4 separate regions of the Mus musculus genome follow, and all the other regions are linked to region 2. The links are chromatin contacts, called in public promoter capture Hi-C maps. All regions are on one chromosome and are shown on one strand. Each heading gives the region's core, a stretch centred on a gene start, on an enhancer-like site or on the middle of the called end of the contact. The rest is flanking DNA. Distances are from core to core; before and after follow the strand shown.

Region 1 (4,605 bases), core at 1,090-3,589, 4.4 Mb before region 2:
TCTGTGGAAATGGCAATGCTCAGGTGCCTTCCAGCATAGACTTAGAGACCGGGAAATGACAGCTCCTAAAGCTCCCACATGAAGAGACTTCCACGGTACTAGAAGGATCATGACAGGAACTCAAGCAGGCGATTTCTCCGTTTGTCTCTGTCTTTTTTTTTTTTTTTTTTTAAGGACAATTTTTTTAAAGATTTATTTATTATTATATGTAAGTACACTGTAGCTGTCTTCAGACACTCCAGAAGAGGGCGCCAGATCTTGTTACGGATGGTTATGAGCCACCTTGTGGTTGCTGGGATTTGAACTCTGGACCTTCGGAAGAGCAGTCGGGTGCTCTTACCCACTGAGCCATCTCACCAGCCCCCGTTTGTCTCTGTCTTATTCTTGCTTAGAAAAAAGTAGCTTTTCCAATGACAAGCTGGCCGGTAGTCCAAGGGAGCTGTTAGGGCTGCAGTCACTTTTTGAACAGCCACAAACCATAATCCTCTTTGCCTCAGTTTCTTTAGGAATAAAAAAGCCTACCTCATAATATGCTAAAAGTCAACCACATCTTAGTGCCCTTTTCCCCCTTTAGGTAATATTCACATAAAAATTTAAAGAATGTGCAACTAAAATAATTTTTAAGCTTATGCATATGTGTGTGTCTGTAGGACAAGAGGGTGTCACACCCCCTGGAGCTGGAGTTGCAGGTGGTTGTGAGTTGCCCAATGTAGTTGTTGGGAACAAATTACAGCAAGGGCTCATAAATTTTGAGCCAACTCTCAAATCCCTAGAAAGTATGGTGTTGTCTCCTACTTTTTAGTCTAACTTCCTTCCTCCCTCTTTCTGTAATGTATATGTGTGCTCTAACTGCTTGTACATCTGCAGGTCAGAAGAGGGCATCAGATCACCACTATAGTTGGTTGTGAGCCACCATGTGGTTGCTGGGACTTGAACTCCAGACCTCTGGAAGAGCAGCAGATGCTCTTAACTGATAAGCCATCTTGATGTTGTTATATGCCCCTTCCCCTTCCCCGCCAGGGTATCTCTGTGTAGTCCTGGCTGTCCTGGAAATTGCTCTGTAGACCAGGCTGCCTGCCTCTGCCTCCCAAGTGCTGGGATTAAAGGCTTATGCCACCACCGCCTGGCTTTTAGTCTGATTTTTAAAATTATAAGCATTTATTTCCTTTTATCATTAAAAGACTATTGGAGAACTCTTCTTAAAAGAAAAAAAATTCTATCATCAGTAGAACATTACTTTCAGGTAAGTTTCTTCTTTTTGTGACAGGCTTTGGCTAAGCAGTCAAAGCTAACCTCAACACATTTCTGATTCTCAGGTCTCTGTCTCCTGAGTGTTGGGCTTACCACTATGACCAAATGGTACGCAATTTTATTTTATTTTTGTTATTAAAAATAAAACTGGCAGCTGGTGATCTGGTCAAAAGTTAATTGAATTTGTTGCTCATTTAGAGGGCCCAGGGTAGATTCCCAGTTCTTTTCTGGTCCTTTAATTACATGTGTGCGGTAGAATTAACTTTTTTTTTTTTTTTTTTAAAGACAGGGCCTTGCTTCATAGCTCAGCTGGCCTCGAACTATTATCACTGGTGACGCATACACTTCAGATGTTCAAATTATTACTGCGTACTCCACCATACCCTGACGAGATTTCTTTCTTTGGGGATTTGATTTTAGTTACTTAATTCAAGAGTACGCCAGAAAGCATGACAGCAGGAAATGGCTTATTTCTTTTCTTCTAGAAACCAACCCACTGAAGAAAGGCTCGGAACGGAATGGAGAAACCCCATGCCTTCTAGCCTGGAGCCGGAATTCATCTCACCTGACCTGCCGCTTTTCCTTTAAAGGCCGCCCACGTGATAGCACACATGCGCACACTCCGGAGGAAATTCACGCCGTCAGGGGAGCGAGTCATTCTTGCCCCCCACTTTCCCTGGGGTTTCTGGCATTCCTTTCCGGAAACCACAACCCCTCTGGAGACATTCTCCTCATCTATTCCGTCGCGTCATCCGTTTTTATACTTTTCTGTTAGTCGCTGTCCTGGGAGTTCCCTCTCCATCAAAAACTACTTTCCGGAGGAGGGACGAAAGGACTACAACTCCCAGGGGACTCTGCGGCCTATCCCCCACCCACCCCCCCGCGAGGCGAGCGCAGTGCAAGTTGGTTGCTGAGGTCCCACGGTCTTCTAGTCGCGTGCAACCCGGAGCAAGCGCACTACAGGTTCTGTGGCGCCTCGCGCGTGAGTCAGACAGGGGTGGGGCGAGGCTCGAGAGGCCGGGCTGGCGGCGAGCGAGCGGGCGGGCGGAGGAAGGGGGTGGGAGCGGAGGCGATGGAGGGGAGGAGTGGGGGTATGGGGGAGGGAAGGGGAAGGGAGGCGGGAGGCGGGGCCGAGTGGGAGCTGGTGCGAGAGTCAGAGTCGGCGGTTGCAGTGGAGGCGGTGATGTCGGTGCAGGTTGTGTCAGCAGCGGCAGCCGCCAAGGTGCCTGAGGTGGAGCTGAAGGATCTGAGCCCCTCCGAGGCGGAGCCCCAGTTGGGACTGAGCGCGGCGGCCGTGGGCGCCATGGTACCCCCAGCGGGTGGCGGGGACCCAGAGGCTCCAGCTCCGGCTCCCGCGGCGGAGCGGCCCCCGGCCCCCGGCCCGGGCTCGGGGCCCACCGCGGCTCTGAGCCCTGCGGCCGGGAAGGTCCCTCAAGCGTCCGCCATGAAGCGGAGCGACCCTCATCACCAGCACCAGCGGCATCGCGACGGCGGCGAGGCCTTGGTCAGCCCCGACGGCACGGTCACCGAGGCGCCGCGCACGGTCAAGAAGGTACTGGGGTCGGGCTGCCTCGCTTCTCGGAGAGGCGGGGAGGGCGGGCACGGGAGTGGCGGCCCTTCAGGGCACGGCGGCACCCGGTTCCACACCCTCTAGATCGTGGAGCCGAGAGTCTTCTCCCACCCTTGAACCCGCTCTTAGAGCGGCCGCCACCCGGTGCTCCGCTGCGAAGCGAAGCCTCTAGGTACCACGGGCGTACTTTACTAATAACATGGAGGTAGCGCCCTTCACTACTACTTGAACGAGGCAGGGGGAGGAGAAGCACCTACTACTACACCCGGCGCCTCCAGCACACTCCCGCGTGTAATTTTCCGGACTGTTCGGTGGCATAGAAAAACCTTCCCTCCAGCGATAAGGATAGCAAGATCTTTTTCCTTGGAGAACGAGGAAGCTGTAGTTAGCTCTCTCTCATGAGAGCTCGGGAAACCCTCTGAGTTGCCTGGCTTCTGTACAGATGATGACTTTCTGCCTTTCTGTGGCCAACAGCTCTCCACAGGGTAGTACTGATCTGTGCCCTTCCTTTCTAGCCATTGCAATTCTCTTGTACTGCGATTGTAGACCGGTAATGGAAAGATGCTTCATTCACCCTGAAGAGGGCTGGTCTCTAGGATTACCAGATTGTACCTGAAGAGAATGCTTATTTTATTCATATCTTTATCGTGAGCAGAAAGTGTTAGGAAGAAATGCTTGCTACTTTGAGGAAAGTAATCGTTTGGGGCTGTCGGCTTCCTTCATAAATAGAAACGTGTAATGATGGTACCCCCGAATTATTTATATATTGGCTATACCCTTTACCCACTCCCCTCGTTTTTTCTCCCATTTATTGATGTCAGCACAAGAGGTAAAAGACAAGATCTGTGGATCATCTAAAAAAAAATGTGGCTTTCATTTCTTGGGAACAGTATGAACACAATGATTTACGTTTTTTCCCATTATAATGGGTGCATTTTGTTCCGTCAGAACAACAGTAAAAAAAGATATGAAGTGTACATTGGGTTTACTATGTAGAGTTTAGGTGAACCTTGGCTCCAGCAAAACATTTTGTTGTAATTACCTCATGACTTAGGGCAGTTAACTTTTTCATTTGGTAGTGCTAAATGATGTCAGAGGCAAGACTGAAGGAATTTAACAGTGCTTTAGGGCATGCTGTGTCCTTTGCAGTTTGGTGTGTTGTCCTCCCCTCTCCATGCAATTATAGTTAAATGGAGGAATTACACTTAAAAGATGCAGCCTGGGCTAGTGCTGGAAGTACTTAGGTCAAAATTAGGAAATCCAAAGCCTATTTCTCACTTGTTAAGATGGTTTGTAGCTTTGGCCAAATCTTTTTCTTGTGACTGTTTTTTTTTTTTCCCTAAAGTTTGTAATTTAGTTCTTTTAAGGGTAAAATGTTTAACAATTTACTTTTAGAGTGAAGTTTATACTTAGGTGCAGACCTAAGTTTGAACATAGTACTCCCTTCCCCAGATTTAACTTTTGAATAAGTCTATAAGGTAATTTCTCCAATAAAATGGGGGTACTAATTATGATTAAAGATTAAAAATGTTTATGGTCATCACATAGAACTTGGTACCTACAGTAGGATCTTAAACAATAACTTATTAAAATTTATTATTTCACTTCTCATTGCTTAAGTATATGTCACTGTGACCTTCTCTGAAAAAAATACACATATTAGTAGTAGTTCAATAGATTCTGTATAAAGAATTAAAAAAAAAGAAAAAAAAAAAAGAACCACAGGCCAGTACCCCAGAGTCTGTTATTGAATTCTAAATGTGCTTCTTGGACACTTTCCTTGT
Region 2 (4,298 bases), core at 990-3,489:
GCCTTTGTATTTAGAGTTAACACCTGAGTGTTCCAAGGAAGCCATTTAAAAAGCACAGCTTCTGCTTTTCTGAGAAGTTTCTACGGTGATTTCTCAAGATTAAAGCCACAAATCTCAAGATCATATCTAGAAGGAACTTTAAAGGCTATCTGGACGAATCGGGTCGGCTTTCACGGCTCGACAGTGTGAAGAGTTTACTTAAGCAAATCAGGCATACGTTGTTATCAGTCTAATGTACTATACATTGCATTAATAAGCCCACTTCCTTACGTCTTAAGGAAAACCCTCAGTTGTATGCAAAAATGCAGATTTATATATATGTAAAGTTAAATAAGGAATTTGGATTCATTTACAAATTGATCCTAATAAAATTCTAAATAAAAGTTCCTATAAAGAATGAAAAGACTTTATAAAGAGAAAGGAATCCATTTCTGGATACACACAGAACTTTTCTGGACCCTCACAAAAACAACGTACGCCTGCACTGAGACAAATTGTAAGGGAGAAGGCTAGGGAAGTCACCAACGTGAGGTAGGCATTTCTCATTCACCTTCAAAATCCATGGGGATGAAGCTGTTATCACCCACCCCTCTGATGGTTGAGAAAAGTGTTTTAGCCAAGAGCTCACAAGCTAGAACACACAGGTTTCACATAATTTAGTGGCATATTCAATGCAATTATCTGACTTTGTTTCTATAGCTAGCCTGAATATATATCACTTTCTTATTTAAAAATATATTAAATAGATTGAATTCCAAAGTTTTCTGCCTTTGAAGTGTATCCAGAAACTTCTTTTTCATTTTCATCTTCCTGTCCACTCCCAAGACAATCGATCTTCATCAACACTCTGCATAATAAAACGGTAAGCTCTCTAAAAGCAAACTATAACACATACAGACTTGATCATAAATAAACTGCTTACTTCTGAAGGATTCAAACCAACAGTATCAAACAGGATAAATTTCCAACAGACATCACACCATGTTCAAAACTCAAGTTCAAAAATGGAAGGCATCTGGAAATGTTACTGGGCTAGGAGCTTAGACAGATACAGTCCAGCCCATTTTTGCTCTGCCACTTCCAAATAGTGAAAAGATGCCCAACTTTGCATCTGTTTCACTTTCAACAAAACAATGTAACTCTTGGTCACAGGGTTGCCCTAAGCAGTATATAGATAGAAACCTGTAGCTAGTGACTCTGAACTGAGTATTGAACTGTCTGAAAAAGGAGACCGAAGCTCCAAACCTTAAATAACTAACTGGAGCTGTTTAGTCCTAATCGTTTTCCAGTTCATCTCCTGTCTCTTTTCTAACTTCTGCCTACTGAACTTTGCACATAGTTACCCAACGTTATTTGCAAGACACCACACCACAAAGCCAATCCTGTTCCCAATCTACACTTCAAAGAGCACGCTTCTCAACGAAAGACTGTGATGTGCGAAATGCCCAGGGACCATGGTGACAGCTCAGTTGTTATCTGCACCACATCACTCACATATGAGTCTAAGCCAAGTGCTCACAACCATCTATCTCTACGACCAACAAAAACAAATGTTTCGCAAAACATGTCAACACACACACACACACACACACACACACACACACACACACAAAACTTTCTGTGAGAAAAGTTTTGCTCCAGACAGACACGTGTCATTCATTCACTGGTCAGCGAAAGGTGCTAGAGTTGGATGAGTAGTAGTTGGAGAGGGTGCTCCTAGAGACCTAGGATCGGTCACGTGAGAAAGTCTCCAGGCTTCAAACTCCCCAAAGTGTGGCTTGGAGATGCCGACAGCAGCACTCTGGATGTTCCTGTCACCTGGATGCTAACGAATGGAGGAGTGCCAGGGCTGCAGAGTAGCTGACTGCGTGGGTATCCCGTGCAGCGCACTAGGGAGGCGGCCAGGGCTAGCAACCCCGGACCAGCTTCGAGAACCCGGGCGCGGCCCGAGAGGGTCACTCACCGGGCCAGCAGCTCTAGGAAGATCACATTACTGCAGCAGCCTGCGAACACCAGGCCCACCGCGAAGGCCGGGCGCATGGCCGGTGCGGGGCACGGGGAGCCAGCGCGCAGAAAAAGCGCCCTTTCAGTTCGCTACCCTAGAAAATCCGCGCGCAACATCACCACCGCCAGCGGTTCCCTCCCTGAGGGCCGTCTTGATCAACTCTTCCTCCGCAGCTGCCACCGACGCGGCCAGACCAGGAGCTGTAGTTCTCAGTCATACCCGGTCCCATTCATTTGAGGGGGCGTCCTAGGGCTAACCAAACTACATGTCCCAGCAGACCGCGCGCCTTTACGGCAGGCGTGAAAAAAACAGGCAAGTTTCCCCCGAAGGCTCGCGTGAGTCGGTGTCGCACTGCCTTCTGGGAAATGAAGTCCCAATGCTGTTCGTGTTCAGTACCATAAAGGTTGGAATGGGATTCAACGAAATAGCTTGTGTGCTCCCTGTAACTGACTTCTCATTAGAGTATTCTAGCATCTGTAACAACTCACCTGCAACTGAGAGAATGTAGAAATTCCTGTAACATCTAAACCGAATTCTAGGACAACAGCGAACCTAAAAGTTTTGAGATTGAGCCTTGGCTTAAACTGCCTGTTTAGAGCATTGGCTTAGTACTCCACTCTCATCACAGGGGAAGATAGGCCTGTCTTACTAATAGTTGTTGTAGAATAGACTAATACAGTAAATGTATTGCTTTATGTCGTGATTTTTGTAGAGACACTGAACACATGTCTTGTGCTGGCATTTTGCCAGCTTAAGGTGCTCATTAAATATTGAATTTAACTGATAAAAGGCATTCTTTTTGCCATAGTTCTTGTTTCTAGTCTCCTTTGAAAGACAGACATTCCCAATTTCAGAATGCACTAGAGCTTATTGAAAATTCAAAGTTCAGGACCACAAATAAAAATTGTGCTCAGTAACCATCATTTAGAGCATGCAGGCGCCAGGATTCTGATGAGATCTCTGGGTCACAAGTTGGGGAAGCCACTGGCAAGTTAGTTGTGAATCTTGAGGAAAACTTCGGAGTGTTTATGTTTATCCCCTAAATTGCCTCCCATCATGTGGTGTCACTGCTGATGCAATCACACGTATGAAGGGGCACAGTTCTGAGCAGTAGCACTAGTCTTACATAATAGGAAGAAATAGGGCTGTTAATTCATCGCATCTATGAAAAACTGGTCTTGCTAGGTGTACAAACACAGAACACAAAGGCACTGGCCTATGTACATAGTTGATGGTCACCATGCAGTCTTTCTTGCTATTGCTGTTGAATCGGAGTGAACACCAAGAGGCTCAGTAACTGATGCCACAAGACTTCAGCTGAAGGGTAAAAGGCACGTGCTTCCTTTCAACACTTAAATGCTGACGTGAGCATTGTATGTGCGCAGCATATGTCTTTCAGGTGCGCTCAGAGGCCAGACAAAGGCATCCGATCTAGAGCTGGAGTTTCAGAGGTTGTAAGCCATTCCCTGAGTGCTCCAAGTTGAACCTGGGTTCTCTGCCAGAGCAGCCAGTGCTCTCAACCACAAAAGCATCTCTCCCATCCAGGTATGGCCAGTTTTGACTGGAGTGCTTGAACGTTGGCATTCTCAGAGTTTCCCCGGGTGATTTCTGTAGCTGAAGCTGAGAGCTGTTGAGGAAGGGGAAGTACTTAGAGGGACGGAGTCAGTGACATCAGTAGGTCATCTTTAAAGTGTCACCTCAGCCTGATTAAACTGAAATCCATAGGGAATGGAACCCAGGATCATCTGTCATTGAAACTCCAAGGCTGGGAAGCCTCACTTTGACTTAGTTCAGTTCTCAAGCCTGGCTACATGATAGAGCCACATGAGAGACTTTAACAATTTGCTGAACCACGAAACTAAGCCCAAAAATATCAGAGCCACTGCCAACCAAATAAGGAAGACACCTAAGTTTGATGTCTAAGCGGTGACATCTGTAGATGCTTCTGGCTAGAGAAAAGCTGAGCCTTAGCTCTGATTGGACTGGAGATTATTTCACGGCACACAAAGCTTCACTTCTCATCTACCGCTCCCATGCACACACCAAACTTGGAAGTACTTGAAGGGCGTTCTAATCATCTCTTCCTGAGTCTCAGATAAAAATCAAAACAGACTTAAGTAAATGAACGAAGAAGGAGTCTGAGTGTCTGCATATGCTCTGGATCTTCCTCCGTATTTCTGTCTTAACCTATCCCAGTTTTTAGTAAGAATATATTTACTATACATATCGATGACCTGGGCTCTTGTTCAAATGCTGACTCTGGGTTCTTCTACAAACTAAACACAGGTTAAAC
Region 3 (4,114 bases), core at 935-3,434, 3.7 Mb after region 2:
ATTGAAGATCACTAAGTAGCAGAAACTGATACTGGAAACCTATTAGCCTTACCTTTGTTTCATAAAGTTGTTATGAATACCTTGTTAAATTCTGCTACTGTAACAACCCCACTTACTTTCCTCCATTTGGAAACCTACCTCTGACCTATAAAAACCTTGTCTTTCTCATGTTCAAGGCTGATGATCTCTTGAACCCCACCTTAGGGGGAGGCAGACTATGTACATAGGTTTTTAACTTTTTGCTTTAATTGCTTGCTTGGTTGCTTTAATAAATGTGGCCACGATGGATTATTCAGGTTCCTGGTCTTTCTCCTCAAGTCTTTGGGAATTACAGAGCACATGGACTTTATTCATGTGTATTCAAAAGCTTGTCTCCTCTCACAGTATTCTTCAACCTCTATGAGGTTTTACCCAGCTTTTTGTTGTTTAGAGAGTGTTTCTCTGTGTAGCTCTGGCTGTCCTGGCTCTGTAGAGCAGGCTGGCCTGGAATTCAGAGATCTGCCTGCCTCTGCCTCTCAAAGGCTGGAATTAAAGGTATGTGCCACTGAGCTTGGCTTTTTACGCAGCTTTTGGCTGAAAATGTAATTTTTATTATTCTTATTAAAGGTCCATTAAAGGAAAAATGTTGCCTACTAATCATAACCCAATGAAATCTACCTTTGAGGTAGAGTCACGCCATTGTCTCCTTCTGTAAACCTTAATCCAGCTGAGTCTGCCCATCACCTGGATAAGGGACCATCCCTTAGAAAGGCAGGTTCACCTTCAGCCACGCTAAAGACACAGAGGAATAATCTCTTTAATAAACAGTGTTCTTCCCCCAAATTCCTGGCCCATAGTGCAGTAGTTCCAGATTCCCCACGAGATTCTCCAGGATTTCTGTCTATTCTGTCTCAGAAACTCCCAACCTTCTCTTTGTCTTCTCTTTTCTTTTGGGTGTTAGCCTAATACACAGTCTCTGATAGTTTCGGCTTCCTTACTCTTTCTCTAAAGCTCCCCTCCATGTGGCTGCTGTAACCATGTGGCTGTTTAACACAAATGGCATGGCATCTCTTCCACTTCTCCATCTTCCTCTGGGCAGCTGCTGAGATTTACAGCTTGCCTGCATTGGTTTTTTTCTTTCTTTTCTTTTAAACTCTAATAAAATTTCCTCCAGCTTCTTTTGAGGCTCTTCTTAAATTCTTTTATTAATGAGACTAAGAACCTCAAGAGGGGACTCTGATTTCCCTAGTAACAGGTGGCACTTCCCATGGGACTCCCCAGAATTTCCGGTAACAAGCACGGGAGAAGGAAGACATGAAATATAATACTGAAACTCTAAAACCAGAATTGAGGTCCCCCCCCCCCCTTTTGAGACAGGCTTTTACACTGACTAAAACCTAGAATAACTTTGAATTTGTAGTGATTTTCCTGCCTTTGCCTCTGGAGTATTAGTATAGGTGTGTGCTACCACGTCTGCCTTTTTTTTTTTTTTAAGAGTTTAATATTCAGGTACTATGGACACTTGCAGATCATTTATTTAGTCCTCAAAAAAATTAACTGCTTTTATTCATTTAAGAAGCAAAATTAATTTCACCCTTTTCCATTGAGGTCTTTTAAAGTTCCGACAAATTTGTAATTTCTCCCCCTTTACATCATTCTCATTAATTCATCACAGAGATAAATTCAGGCCACAAAAAGAGTAAAGCTGCCTGCACACTCCCCCTTTCACACAATGTGGGCTCATACAACCCGGTTTTGGGTCTCTTCTCGTTTGCACGTAACTTACTTCTTCATCCTCCCGTGGCCCTCCCACGATCTTACTCCTTTACCCATTTAAGTCTCCAGTAGTAAAAGCAGTTTTCCAAGCAGTTTCTTAATTAATCAGGCTGGGTAGACTGGGCAGAGCCCCCGCCCCTTGGGCGGGGCCATAGCGGCGGGCGGAACCCGATGCCTGCTCTGGCTCCTTAACAAATGATTCCTTTACAATCTACAGAAGAGAGACACACACACAGCGAGCCAATCAGCGGCCGCGGTCCTCGCGTCCGGCGGGGCTAGCCCCGCCCACTCCCAACCTCCCGCGGGGGCCGTCCGAGCCTCGCGGGCTTCTGCAGACCCCGCCCCCTGGGCAGGCGCGGCGGTCATTGGATGGCGCTCGGCTCGCAGTCGCCGCGGTTGCTGGGAGAGGGAGGTGGGGGCGGGGCCCGCGGTGGTCCAAGGGGCCCGAGAGAAAGGCTGCTAGGCACGGGCGGGCGCGCTGGGCGGAATCGAGCGTCTCGGTGGCGGTTTGCCTATCGGCCCGCGCGGCGGCGTCGCGGTGCGGGAACCGGTCCCCGTTGACAGCTCCGCGTCTTCCGGCCGCGCCACTCGGGAGGTGGCTTCCTCCCTGTGCTCCCTCCGCGAGTCCGTTCGGCCTCGGAGAAGCGGGAGGCGGCGGCGGCTGCGGAGGTCGTCGGGGGCGGCGGGCGGTGAGCGCGCTCCCGCTTCCCCGGCGGCGGCCGCAGGACAATGGAGGTGGCTGTGGAGAAGGCGGCGGCGGCAGCGGCTCCGGCCGGAGGCCCCGCAGCGGCGGCGCCGAGCGGGGAGAATGAGGCCGAGAGCCGGCAGGGCCCGGACTCGGAGAGCGGCGGCGAGGCGTCCCGGCTCAACCTGTTGGACACTTGCGCCGTGTGCCACCAGAACATCCAGAGCCGGGTGCCCAAGCTGCTGCCCTGCCTGCACTCGTTCTGCCAGCGCTGTTTGCCCGCGCCGCAGCGCTATCTCATGCTGACGGCGCCCGCGCTGGGCTCGGCAGAGACCCCTCCACCCGCTCCCGCCCCCGCCCCCGCCCCGGGCTCCCCGGCCGGTGGTCCTTCGCCATTCGCCACCCAAGGTGAGAGGGGCCCGCGAGGTGGCGGGCGCGACCCGCTGTCACGCGGCTGGGGAGGGGGTGAAATGGGCCCGCGCCGGCTGAGCGACTCGGCGGTCCCTCACTTTTGCAGAGCTCTGACGGTTGTGGCGAGTTAGCTGCTCTCTGCTCCTCCGCAAAGCTTTGTCCGGGTGCATATGATCTGGATCAGCTCGTGTACACCCGGGTTATGCGAGCCGGAGGGGGGAGGAAGGGATGGAGATGAAGTGATGGGGATTTTCTTTGATGATTGATTGCAGATTGGCTGCCGTCTGTTTCGAATCTTGTGCGTTCCGGGCTTTTTACCTTAATGAGTTCCCTCTCTGTCCCCTCCGTAGGGGACAAAGGAACCGGGATAAGTTGTTTTGTTGTCTGCTGCTTTCGGAGATTTTATTTCGAGCGATTCGATAAACGATAGAAAGTAAATAGACTTCCAAAGTGTTTTGTATGCCGTAGTTGGAAGTTACTTTCTCTTTTGTGGTGTTATTGGGTAATTAGTTTTTGACAGGTAGTTTCCTTTGCTTATGTTACCAGGTTTAAATCGTTGAAAGTGATTTGAAGTGCAGTAATTATTTCTGGGAGAACACTTGAAGTTTTTAACTTTTAATATTGCAAATATTTGGGCAAATTGACGTCTTTAAAATGCGAAGTAACTGAGGAAGGGAAATCTTTTTTCTCTTGCTTCTTGGGTTTTGTGTGTGTGTGTGTGTGTGTGTGTATGTTTTGTTTGGCTTATGTAGCAGCCCAGAATTGTCCACAGCTAGCAATCTTCCTGCCTCAGCTTCTTCAGAGTAAAGATAACAGGCATGAGCCATTGCACCTGCTAGCCAGACACTTTTAACATCTCTTTTAAAGGGAATAACTGTTTTAAGTTAATTTGTTAAGTAATTATATTTATTAGGTCAGGATGCAATTGCTGGCTTGGATTGTTGAATTAGATGCATTTAGTTTTTTCTTACAACAGTCTTTAAATACAGGAAACTATTTTCCATGGGTCTCTATTGTTGCAGGAAGCCCACCAGAGGTACACCACTCAGTCTATAGCTAAATGAAAGTATTCCAGCCAGCTGGATTACAATCGGGTATCTAGAATGCAAATGTAATCCAGTGGTTTTCAACCTGTGGGTCCAGACCCCTTGAGAGGGTGGAATGAACCTTTCACAGGGGTCGCATATCAGATATCTTGCATACTAGATATTTACATTTTGATTCATAACGGTAGCAAAATTACCATTATGATGTACCGAAGAA
Region 4 (4,486 bases), core at 431-2,930, 3.9 Mb before region 2:
AGCCTTTCACACACTACCGCCCCCCCTCACCCTCTCCCTGGGGATCAGCTATTTACAACACTGGGCTCTCACCCCCACCCTCAAAAAATAAAAACATTTTTTTAAATGCTCGATTTGCCTTAGGAACCTTCGCGAATTTCTCTACTGGTCATGCAAAAAAAAATCAGCCTGGATTCCAACCAAAACCACTGCCTGGAGGACTCTTATCAGTTACAGCTCTCCCACTGCAACCTCGGGTGTATATAAAGCTGGGGGAAGGGGTAGAAAATAAAAGGTGTCACTTGGCCCAGATCAGGGCAAGCAGTCCCCAAGAACCATATCCTCAGAGGGAGTTTTGCTCAAGTGGCTATTTTGTTCGGGGAGCTCCTTTCTCTCCTTCGTCCCAGCTGTCAGTTCCACAATATGGAGGGTGGCCTGCCTGCTAAGAGGGCCTGGGGGTCCTCACTGCATGCACTATGAGTGGGATAGGCTTTGTGAGTAGAAAGAAAAACAGGAAGGTTCTCCAGACCAGAAGGCTTAACAGGAGTGTCTGATTTAAAACACACGGAGCTCTTTATTACAAGAGGGGGCCCTGGGCAGGCTACTCTCTTCCTAATATAGAAAGGAATTAGGGATAAAGAAGGTTGCTTGAGTTACCCCAGTTTAAGCAGCACTGTGACTGGAAGGAACAGGGACACCCGAGAGAGAGAGAAAGAGAGAGAGAGAGAAAGGCTTCCCTCTCAGGAATTTCTATAATGAACCCATAAACCCAAAGCTAGCAAACAGGAAGCAAAGACCCTGAAGATGAGCTCCCGGTGACGAAGGAGGCGTCTAGTTATACCCCCACACACACCCCTAAGAAAGGGCCGTCTTAGGAATCCAAACGTCGTAGAGGGAAAGTCAGGGGCTGGGGGTGGGGGGGGAGTGCAAGGAAGGCGAAGAACAACGCACATCTCGGGGGGCTGCAGATAAAGGGGGACTGAAAAAGCCCTCGGCTCCGGGGAGGTGCCAAGGGGCCGCCGTAGGCACTGGGGGAGGGAGGGGAGGCGCGGCCAGTGGCCTGGAGTGCCCCGGAGCCCTCGAGTGGGCACCCCCACCCGCCCCACACGCAGTCCGAATTCCCCTCCATGAAGGATACAGCTTGACTACGTCCGTGTCCATCCGCCTCTTGCCGGGACTGGGGGATGACATGGTGTCGCCGCTGCCGCTGCCTCCCCGTCGCCTGCGCCGCCGCCGCCTCTCTCCCCTCCTTGGCCCGTCTGTCACGGGCTCCGGGCCCAGCTCGCAGGGCCCCGCGGCCTCGCCGGCTCCTCGGCCGAGGTGGCAACACCCGCGCGGTCCCGTGGGGTCCGCTCAGCCGCCGCCCCCCGCACGGGGGAACACCGGGCACTGCCCCGCCGAGTGGGGGCGGGGACCGAGGCGCCCGCTCGGGCTGCCCTCCGACTGAGGCTCCGCCGCGGCCCGGGCTGCCGCTGCTCCGCGCCGTGCGCCGCTCCCTCCCGCCTGCGCTAGCTCGTTCGCCTGCCCGCCCGCTCGCTCACGCTCTCGCCAGCTCCCAGCTGCTTCCTCCACAAGCCGACGACTCCAGCTCGGTCGGCCTCTCTACCCTAGCCTCGCTCTAGGCGCCGTGATGTCACCTCTGTGACGTCATCTGAGGGGCGGGGCGCCGGTGGGAGGGGAGGAGCATCGTCGTCGCGGTGTAAGCTTGTCAGGGGAGTTCTGGGAGATGTAGTTCCTCTTTCTCCTGCCATCGTGCATTCCCTCCGCCCCCTCCCCCAACCTCCTCACACACTTCATCGATCAACTGCCAGTGTCGTTACCATCAACATAAACGACGGTAGTAAATAATGGCAGTATGATTACATTCATACTTTATGTACCACCCTCTCAACAGTGCTGCAAAGGCTGTTTGGATATGGAGGAGGCCAAAGTGGCAATTACTCAGACTGGCGTCCAAATCTGGAAATTCCCACACCAGCATGTTCTCTCCACTCTGCTCCCTCTTCAGAGGGAATTGGTTTGCAGGGATTTAGACTACAGTAAGGCTTCCCCAGAGCTTGCAAACAGGGTTCATTTACCCTCTATGCAAACAAGGTCAACAACTCCGGAACTGCAGTAGAAGCAGCAAAGAACAGAAATAATTTGATACTAACATCCTCATTCTACAGAATTTGAGGTAAGTTGAGGTCCTTTTTAAAATCACAAAGGTGACTGATAGAAGCACCCTAAATAAGTTATAATGCAGAACAAAGACACAGTTCTGCCCTCTGAACTCCTATATCAGTTCATGACTCTGAGGATACAGTGTAGATGAAGATGAAATTTACACAGCTCTCCCAGAATGGACCAGAGTGTCAGCATCATTTGAGAACTAGGAAGGAATGCCTCTAGAAGGGCCTTAGGCCTACTCAATTAACATATGCAGTTGAACTAAGTTCTCAGACAGTTCCCTGAACAGTGAAGTCTGAGATATACTGCTCTACAGGGCTCAAAAGTACTGTAAACCTAAGGAGCAACAAGGTAAAAGAGGCAGAATAGTGCCAAGTATCCTCAAAAGCTTTATCTATTGTCTTTTCTCTATGACACACACTTGGACTTTGTCAGGTCAGGTACTGAGGGCTAAATTGAAGATCATTTGCTCCTATCTTTCTACCCTTCAAAATGCCAGCTATTTTTTTTTTTTTAGTTGTAACATACATATAAAATATACAATGTTAACCATATTTAAATATTCAATGCAACAGCAAAAAACCATTAAATATTGTGCAAGTATGACTAGTGCTCATTTCCTGAACCTTTTCATCAATCCAGACAGAAATCATGTGCCCTTAAAAGAATAACCCCTCCTCCCCATCCCACCAGCCCCTGGTAACTTCCACTCTATGTTCTGGGGAGAAAAAAAGACTATCCATTGCTTTCTCCTAGGAGAAATCTGTCAGCAGACGGGTATGAAAAGACTTCTAGCCACCTTTATCTGATCACTTCATTGAAGGAAGAAAACAAAACAAAACAAGATTTGTCTTTCTCACTGTCTGCACCAGACTCCCTAGGGTGTTATTGCCCCTACCAGCTTTCCTAGAGTGGCTCCCCCAGCCTCCTTTGCCTGATTACCTCCCTCCCCTGTGCTAAGACAGTGGTTTTCAAGCTTGGCCCAACACCTCAGAATCACCTGGGGAGCTTGTTAAGCTCACACAGAGTCCAGGAACTGCTGCTGGGAATTCAGAAGGTCTGGGGTGAGGCCTAAATAGCCTTGTCTTTAACAAGTACCCCGGATGTTTCCGATGCTGGCCAAAGTCAGAAAAGCTCTGCCGTCAAGATTCCAAAAGATGTCTCAATTTCGAGACACCTATCTGACTGTTAAGTGCATTTATAAAGTCCTATGCCCAAAAGGCAGGAGCTGTGTGCTCTCTGCTCCTCCACCACACACACAGTGGCACCTAGAGGACCTGTGGTCATTGTCTCTAAAACCACAGCATATATATAGAACAGACAGTCAAGGAAAGGACACTAGAGGAAGAAAGGCCTGGAGTTAGGGCTTAAAAATTCTACATGGTCTTTTCCTCCTCACTGATACAACTGCTGTGAGCAAAAAAACTTGGGAGACTAACCAGAGAAGTGTTTCATAACGGAAACTTGCAGACCACGCTGATGGTGGCAAGCCTGCTCCCTCCACAGGTAACGGAGGGTGAGCCCTGGAAGCAGTCTTAGCAAAGGAGAACCATGATGTCCTTTGGAGGTTGTTGGTGGTGGTGGGTTTTTGGTTTAGTTTGGTTTGGTTTTTCGAGACAGGGTTTCTCTGTATACCCCTGGCTGTCCTGGAACTCACTTTGTAGACCAGGCTGGCCTCGAACTCAGAAATCCTCCTGCCTCTGCCTCCCAAGTGCTGGGATTGAAGGCGTGTGCCACCACGCCCACTGTTTTTTTTTTGGGGGGGGTGGATTTATTTCTGTTTAATACATATGACTGTCTGCTTGCATGAATCCATGTGTATTATGTGCCTGGTGCCCTTAGAGGCTAGAAGAGAAAGAGTCATTTTCCCTGGAACTGTTGTTACAGGTTACAGACAGTTTTGAGCCCCTTTGTAGGTACTGGGGACCAAACTTAAATCCTCTACAGAAGCCGCACTACATCTTAGCTGCAGAGCCATCTCTCCAGTCCTAGGAAGTACTTTAACTCTTGGCTACTTAGGACTGATCTACCTCTCCCTGCTCTTCATTATGCCTCAGTAAGTTACTTATATCCTTCCTGAACCTCAAATTTCCTCATCTGTAAAGTATGGGCTCTGATGCCCTACCCAGATTGAGTGGCTTGATGGAGTTCAATGGAAAAGATCAATGTGAAAGCCTTAGATGTTATGAACTGCTTTCCACAGGGGGAATGGGAAATACTGATGACCAGGTGCACTATGGGAAATACTGATGACCAGGTGTAGTCTGGCACTAGTACTGGTCTTATGTAACTGTTACTATGCTCTTAGCACCCCATTTCCCCCACTCCTTATACACCA

The links. Promoter capture Hi-C pulls out the DNA fragments that hold promoters and counts their contacts.
Region 1: a contact with region 2 is called in a promoter capture Hi-C map of pre-B cells, with 4 times the contacts expected there. The contact joins the promoter of Ahcyl2 here to the promoter of Slc35b4 in region 2. A contact is called at or near these places in 1 of 39 promoter capture datasets (pre-B cells) and 1 of 484 Hi-C or Micro-C datasets (CD4 T cells).
Region 3: a promoter capture Hi-C map of pre-B cells shows a contact between it and region 2, with 5 times the contacts expected there. The contact joins the promoter of Trim24 here to the promoter of Slc35b4 in region 2. A contact is called at or near these places in 2 of 39 promoter capture datasets (liver and pre-B cells).
Region 4: a promoter capture Hi-C map of pre-B cells shows a contact between it and region 2, with 11 times the contacts expected there. The contact joins the promoter of 1700095J07Rik here to the promoter of Slc35b4 in region 2. A contact is called at or near these places in 2 of 39 promoter capture datasets (liver and pre-B cells).

What each region holds. Positions count from the first base shown.
Region 1 is chr6:29,766,104-29,770,708 of GRCm38.p6, forward strand. Ahcyl2 (S-adenosylhomocysteine hydrolase-like 2) reads left to right here and starts at 2,340. Exons shown (of 17, transcript NM_001171000.2): 1 at 2,340-2,803. The coding sequence starts at 2,435.
Region 2 is chr6:34,174,815-34,179,112 of GRCm38.p6, forward strand. Slc35b4 (solute carrier family 35, member B4) reads right to left here and starts at 2,240. Exons shown (of 10, transcript NM_021435.3): 1 at 1,964-2,240. The coding sequence starts at 2,040. Gm13855 (a long non-coding RNA gene) reads left to right here and starts at 2,234. Exons shown (of 3, transcript XR_868963.3): 1 at 2,234-2,408; 2 at 3,391-3,550.
Region 3 is chr6:37,868,627-37,872,740 of GRCm38.p6, forward strand. Trim24 (tripartite motif-containing 24) reads left to right here and starts at 2,185. Exons shown (of 19, transcript NM_145076.4): 1 at 2,185-2,848. The coding sequence starts at 2,485.
Region 4 is chr6:30,302,935-30,307,420 of GRCm38.p6, forward strand. It overlaps 1700095J07Rik (RIKEN cDNA 1700095J07 gene), which reads left to right and starts at 1,681. Exons shown (of 2, transcript NR_166056.1): 1 at 1,681-2,155. It overlaps Ube2h (ubiquitin-conjugating enzyme E2H), which reads right to left and starts at 1,605. Exons shown (of 7, transcript NM_009459.3): 1 at 1,118-1,605. The coding sequence starts at 1,170.